2 separate regions of the Hordeum vulgare genome follow, and region 2 is linked to region 1. The links are chromatin contacts, called in public Hi-C maps. All regions are on one chromosome and are shown on one strand. Each heading gives the region's core, a stretch centred on a gene start, on an enhancer-like site or on the middle of the called end of the contact. The rest is flanking DNA. Distances are from core to core; before and after follow the strand shown. Region 1 has its middle 110 kb from the start of LOC123404363. Region 2 holds the start of LOC123404363.

Region 1 (3,378 bases), core at 595-3,094:
GGGAACACCATCATCCGCGCAGGTCTTCGTCATGCTGTCGGGATCTTCCTCGCCTACTTCGAGCATCGTCGCGGCGCTCCTAACCAGCCGTCGCTTTCCTTCGGTGCTGCTGCAGCTTGCTCACCCGAGCCGCACCGCCCGTCCATCTCCTTCATCTTCGTCCAGCACCAGCTCATCGGCAGTGTCGTCGTCGTCTTCCCCGGCCACTTCATCTACTCCGACCACCACGGGCAACATCGGCCCCCGCCGATTTGTGCCGCAACCATCGTCGAGTCCTTCTCTGCTAGCCTCCTCGACATGGCGTACAAGTTGTGTGCAGGTCCCCGTCTATGCATGTCCGGTACTGGCAACACCGTTGCGTGCCTTCGTCGCCGATGTGTTCCCAGACCTAGCAAACCTAGAGCGACGCATCGTCAACATCGACTTCGTCCGTCTACGCATGCGCGGTGCTGGCAACACCGATGCGTGCCTTCGTCCATGATGTGTCCCCGGGCTTGGCAAACTCGGTGCGACTCATCTCAACTACGTCTTCTTTCCGACGCACCACTACTTCGACACCACTGCGCTCATGACTAACTCGGCGCCTCCTTGCGCCCGCGGCTCCACGACGACTTCCTCGACACCAGCTACCCCGACTCGACATCGACCACGGTGTTCTTTGCACGGCTACCTCGACCACAACTACACCATCCTACGCTCTCGGCTACCTCGACAAAGACACAAAGGGTTACCGCCTTGCTTGAGCGACCTCGTCGGTTACCACTCCAGGCACAACTTTCGCGATGCATCGACCGTTACGACTAAGGGGGGATGACCGTCGGCTTACCTTCGGATTCTTCTCCAGTCTCACCGTTTGCGTTGCTACCATTGTGACTACGGGGGGATGTTGAGAATATTGACTAGTTAGAAAATATGAGATAGACTAGGATTTGTCCTACCTTGTTGGGTCTAACGCTAGACTAGTTCCTCACCATCGCTCATGAACTGAGATGGAAGAAGTAGCAGCATGCACTGGAGATTTGCAGCGACGAACGCCCCGGCGCTCAGACGCCTTGTTTTAGTTATTTCTGGGCACACATACCCCACACACTAACAAACTATGGGTACGACCGGTTTTATAGCCAACGGGGACGCAACGCCCACACATCATTGATCGCCCTACGCATGAACTCCTGATGATCCGGTCTTCCTCGATCGTGAGATGTCTACTCATTCTAGGCTTCGGCACCACCTCTAACCGTGATCTCTACGCCCGCTGCATCCCGTCTCCGTCGTCACATGAACGTAGACCTAGCCACAAACCGGCTCGAAACAACCCGACCTCGACATGGATCCATACACACACTCTACGCATGCACACACACGGTTTATTTTCCTAACATACCTTGCCTTGTACTTTAAGTTAGTCATTGTATTACTATATATATATATATATATATATATATGCCTATGAGGCTCAAGCAATAAATAATTATTCCACCTAACAGCTGTAATACACGTTGATGCATCGAAAGTCCCAAAGTTTCCCTGAAAGATGAGGGGTTCTCGCTTGTGTCGTTGCTAAAATGGACAGCTTTGATCCAATAGGTAAATAATTTGGACAAGCTAGTGACACGCAAAAGCAGCAACTCCTAGAAACGGCAACTTGCAAGCTGCATGCACTGCACAGGTCGCGCTCGATCGGGTTAAGTCGGAGGAGGAGTAGCCTGTCGAGCCATTGAATTTGGAGAAAGAGATGCCGCGAAAGCCACAGCGCACGATCCGCCAAGCTCGACGAGACACGTTTCGCCTTGCGTTGGAGCAAAGCTAATGTTTGTGGCGTAGGCTGCTGCTGTAGCTAGGCCTGTAGGAGGAGGAGCACGCGCCCCCTCCAAGTCGAATGAGCGGACGCGCCACTATATATATTCTGTGCATGCCAGCATCCACTAGAAATTGGCATTCCACTTGTAAATTAACCGGATGATGCACTACCTTTTGAAGAAACCTCTCTTTCTGCCCGATGCTAGTCGTTCTAGACGAGATCTGGCTGGCAAAGGCGTATTTGCCGGTCGAGGAGACGACGAATCATGTGCATCCGCGCGCCTTGAACCAGTCGTGCAACACAAGAGAGAAAATGAAACGAAACTCGGCCACCTCCTCCTGTTAGCTGCAAAAATATATTTAGTCCAGTTTTTTTTTCTCAAGCGGCGTGCACTTGAACTAGCTTTATTTTCCCCGTCAGGAAAAGGAAGATATCAATGTATTACCATGTTATTGATAGTTCAGTTATTTCAAAATCTTCACATATTTAGAACGTTAAGGTTTCCCTTAAGTTAAAAATCTTTTTGTGGTTTGTCCACAAAAGAGTTGTTTTAACTAAGGATAACTTGGCCAAGCGAAATTGGAAAGGAAATCGGAGATGTAGCTTCTGTCGGACATATGAAACTATCAAGCACCTCTTTCTGGACTGCCCTATGGCTAAAATATTATGGCGCTCCATCCATATAGCTTTTAACATCATCCCGCCGACTAGCATTAACATGTTATTTGGGACATGGCTTGACGGGGTTAATATCTCGTTGCTAAGTTAATTCGACTTGGAACTTCTGCACTTTTATGGGCTATATGGAATTACAGAAATGACCTAGTTTTTAACAGACAACAATCTATCAACTTTTTGCAGGTCATCTTCAGGGCTACTGCATTGATCCGCATGTGGTCCTTACTCACTCATGTGAAAACCAGGGAGCCTTTGGTTACTGGGTGTGCCCGATGAGAGATGGTAGCTCAGGCTATCTTCAGCCGATATGGATGACGACATGCTGATAGAATAGGAAATTAGTCAACTACTCCTATCCAGATATTCGGCTTAGGCGTTCATCGCCTTGTTATTTATTTTCCCTTTACTTTTTGACTTTGTACCTACTTCGGATCTTTTCAGTTATTAAATAAAATGGTTGTATGCATCACTCGATGCAGAGACCGGGGCGAGACCTCTTTTTGAAAAAAGGAAAAGGAAGATAAGAGATCTAGTCGGATTTGAAAGGATAAGATCGGAATATAATGCACGCACGTATCTTTCATTTATAGCTCCCACTTATTTCAACAGGGCATAAGTGCATATGCTAAGGCATGATAGCTACCTCTAATTTTCTTTTTTCTTCCCTGACAACGACGGTGGCGCCACAAAAGTGATTCATGGTTGCTGGCCTCTCAACAGGGTCATCAATCCAGCACCGGTTCGTATAGAAATCAAATCAAAACCAACTAATAAGTCTCTCGAATATTACGTATTAGCCATCCCTCTCAGAACATATTGCGTATTTTTTTGCATGCAAAATATTACGTATTAGCGAGGCTACTTTAGACTTGGGATTCGTTTGTACATTATTTCATATA
Region 2 (3,378 bases), core at 245-2,744, 110 kb after region 1:
TTCTTCCGGATATTATCTTTCTTGTGAAGAAACAAGGGCCCCAACCGCCTTAGGGATTGGTCACAAGCATGCCAGGCGCGGTCCCACCCCCAGGTCGCGGCTAGGGGGCTTGTGACCCCCTCGGGCATCGTTTTGCGTTGATTCTTCTTCCAAAAAATCATAAATATTCCAAAACAAATCCCCGTAGGTTTTTTATTGAGTTGGACTTCGTTTGGTATGGATAATCTTTGAAACAAAAAACATGCAACAAACAAGAAGTGGCATTGGGCACTCGATCAATATGTTCGTCCCAAAAATAGTATAAAAAGTTGCCAAAAGTATATGAAAGTTGTATATTGGCATGAAACAATCAAAAATTATAGATACGATGGAGACGTATCATTGCATTATAACTTGCTGGTGTTTATTGGTTGTTTATTTATTAGGGGTAGCATCGGGTGCTGATAACGAGTTTGAGGATTATGTTGAGTACGTTTAGAAGATCAAGAGCAGTTCCAGTCTAAAGATCTCACAGGCAAGATGATCGTGACCTTGAGACCGTTTCTAGCTTTGTTATGTCTAGTTGAATCGTTTCCATCGTTATTCACCGCTGCCTACCACCTGATATATAAGCCTCCAAACATGGCCATGAAACCTCTAACCCTTCACCTCCTAGCAAACATTGTTTGACTAAGTTAGCGCTTGCATAATGTAACAGCCCAAGTGCTTTCTTTCCCCTTTTGTAAGCTTTTCCATTTGGGGCAACCATGTTGAAGCTATGTTATGGAGGAGGTGTTGTGGTTATCATTTCATGTGCTTCTCATGCATATCTTGCATCTTCCTTTTTGCTTAGTCTTGTTCTGGGTGTTGTGTCACCTTGGTGATGTGGTTGTATATGTCTTGGATGTTATTATGGAGTGTGGTGTGGGTGCAACAAGGAACCTTCAAAATCTTAGTTGCACCAAGGTCCAAATAAACCCCCTCCCCCCCTCTCCTTTCTAACATGAGGCAGAATTTAAGTTTCTGTTTTGGCCATTAAAAATGTCCAACATCTTTGAAAAACTATTTAAATAATTGTAGGTGGCAACACTCTTCTATTTGACGTCCTTTTCATTTTGGTTTTAATTAAAAAACAGAGCCCCATGTTAAAGAAAAGGAATTATTCTGCTCTCCCAAAAATGCCTACTTATTTTTATAATTAGTGGCATGGTTTTAGTAGACCAAAGATATTTTCTTCTTACTAAAGACCATTTCCTGTTTTCTTGTGTGAGCTATTTGTTGTGCATTTGTTTAAAACATGAACCCCCTTTGTTGTTTTCCAGAGAGAGAGGTGTGCTGGGCTCCCTCTTCCCCCAGGCCCAGCTAGCAGCGCAACCCAGCCAACCCCTGAGTGGAGTCTTCGTGCTCCTCTGTACGGCAGCCATCCACGGGAGCCACGTAGCCCTCCGGTCGATTTGACAGCCGGAGAGAGCCCGAGCCACCTATAAGTTGTGTCCCCCGTGTTGCCCTAGGTGACGTGGTATGATCCCCCTCTTCCTTCACCCTCTCCGTCGCGTCGCTAGCCATTCGTAATTGTAGATCCGGCCGTGACATCATCGTGCTCGCCGTGCTCCCATTATCTTCTCTGAAGAAGATCTTCTGTAAAGAAAGTTGCGGTTGTTTTGCTGTGAACCCGCGGAGCTCCCGTTCCAGCGCACGCCCGCAACCCGCACGCGTTAGCCAGCTTGCTCGCCGCTGCTGCATCGCCGCCCCGTCGTGCCTCGCCTACCGTTGCGCCCCTGTTTCCTTCTCGTGACCGCCATGTCCAAGGCAAAGCTTGGTTCAGCTTGAGCATCGTCGCCCCTCTGCGTCGTAGAAGCTAGCTTCCCCCGGGAATGGAAACCTCTAAGGAATCCGTACCCCCGCCGGCAATCTTGGCCGCCGTCATCGCCATTCCGCTCGCCGGCGACAACATCTCCTCCGGTGGATGGAGGTAGAAGAACCACGCCGCTTCTGCACAACCACGAGGTCGGGGGATCAAATCCCAGCGCCGCACCTTTTATTTACCTGATTTTTTCTCCTTGTTGTAGTAGTTGCAGTTGTAGGTTACCTGTGTTGTTAGCTGTGTTGGGTCAGTAGTCGCAGCATAGCCTAGTGGCAACCAAGTCGCGCACAGTGTAAGAGGTCCACGGTTCGAGCCCTTTTGAAGTTTGGGTTTTTTCTCTCTCTGTAGAGCGTGGTAGTTTTTCTAGATTGGGTTTCCCTCCCCTCTTAGAGTAACTAGCCTTGCATAGCAAAGTGGTTCTCTCTCTGTAGAGCGTGGTAGTTTTTCTAGATTGGGTTTCCCTCCCCTCTTAGAGTAACTAGCCTTGCATAGCAAAGTGGTGCTTGCCTCTGTGATGCACACAGAGGTGGTGGGTACGAACTCCTCCACTTCCTTTTAGTTTTTCTCTGTTAATATGTTGTTTTGTGTCACTCACTAGTGGGCCCTGGCTCTTAGATTTAGTGTTTTTATTTTTAATTTTTTCCCTTTATTACTTCTGTTGAGGTGATAGATTTCATCTTTGGAATAATTCTTAATAAGGAATTTGCCTATTCTGGCATATGCCAATTTGGGTTGGCCCAAGAACAGTCCCTCTTCTTGAATTAATGTTGTAGTTGATTCTATGTCAGATTCCTTTCCCTGTTTGTGATGTTTTTCTAGATGCAAAAGTGGCAGTGTGATATATGGATTTGGGATAGAAAATACCAGTGAATCCAATGGTGTTGTTCATTTCTGGTTTTGGGCATCTCAGTAAAAATCCCCTTGTGGTGAGGTGGCAATAGATTTATGATGTAGGGCTATTTTCATGTACTTGTTTGGCGGAGTGCATTCATGCATATTGTTGTCTGTTGCATCATTTGTTGCTGGTGTTTATTAGATGTTGTTTCTTTTGGGTAGTTACCGGGGCCGGAAACGAGTACGAGGAGTCCGGAGAGTTCGTGCAGGAAGAACAAGAGCAGTTCCAGTCTGAAGAAACCACAGGCAAGATGACCGTGACCTTGATACCGTTTGTAGCTTTGTCATTCTTAGAATCACGTTTCCTTTGTTACATGCTCACTGCCTACCACTTGATATAAATGCTACCTCTCTTTGCCATGAACCCCAAACACTTCCCTGTCCTAGCAAATATTGTCTGGCTAAGTAGGCTTGCTCAACCCCTAACCGATAGCTTTGCTAGTTGCAGGTGCCAGCTATCCCATGTGACAACATGGGTATTTTGATATCATTATATTTAAACTGCTATTTAATTAATGCACATATATACTTGGTAAATAACAAAAGTCCTAGCCTTTTGTCGGGTGATTTGTTCCGTTGTTGTCGCCTTACTTTTGGTTACCGATGTTTGATTCCATAACTGAGCGCTCCTAACATGTTCG

The links. Hi-C and Micro-C count contacts between places; a contact is called where the count stands out from the background.
Region 2: a contact with region 1 is called in a Hi-C map of leaf, with 3 times the contacts expected there. The contact joins the promoter of LOC123404363 here to the enhancer-like site in region 1. A contact is called at or near these places in 5 of 6 Hi-C or Micro-C datasets (leaf, seedling and an unstated tissue).

What each region holds. Positions count from the first base shown.
Region 1 is chr6H:208,028,922-208,032,299 of MorexV3_pseudomolecules_assembly, forward strand. No RefSeq gene overlaps it. Among protein-coding and RNA genes, the nearest start is that of LOC123404363, 110 kb to the right of the region's middle. Within about 2 kb of position 1,845, at least 2 of the 3 cell types and tissues checked have open chromatin away from gene starts, as enhancers often do. A contact at or near this core is called in leaf, where this site is marked.
Region 2 is chr6H:208,139,317-208,142,694 of MorexV3_pseudomolecules_assembly, forward strand. LOC123404363 reads left to right here and starts at 1,495. Exons shown (of 4, transcript XM_045098280.1): 1 at 1,495-1,986; 2 at 2,900-2,983.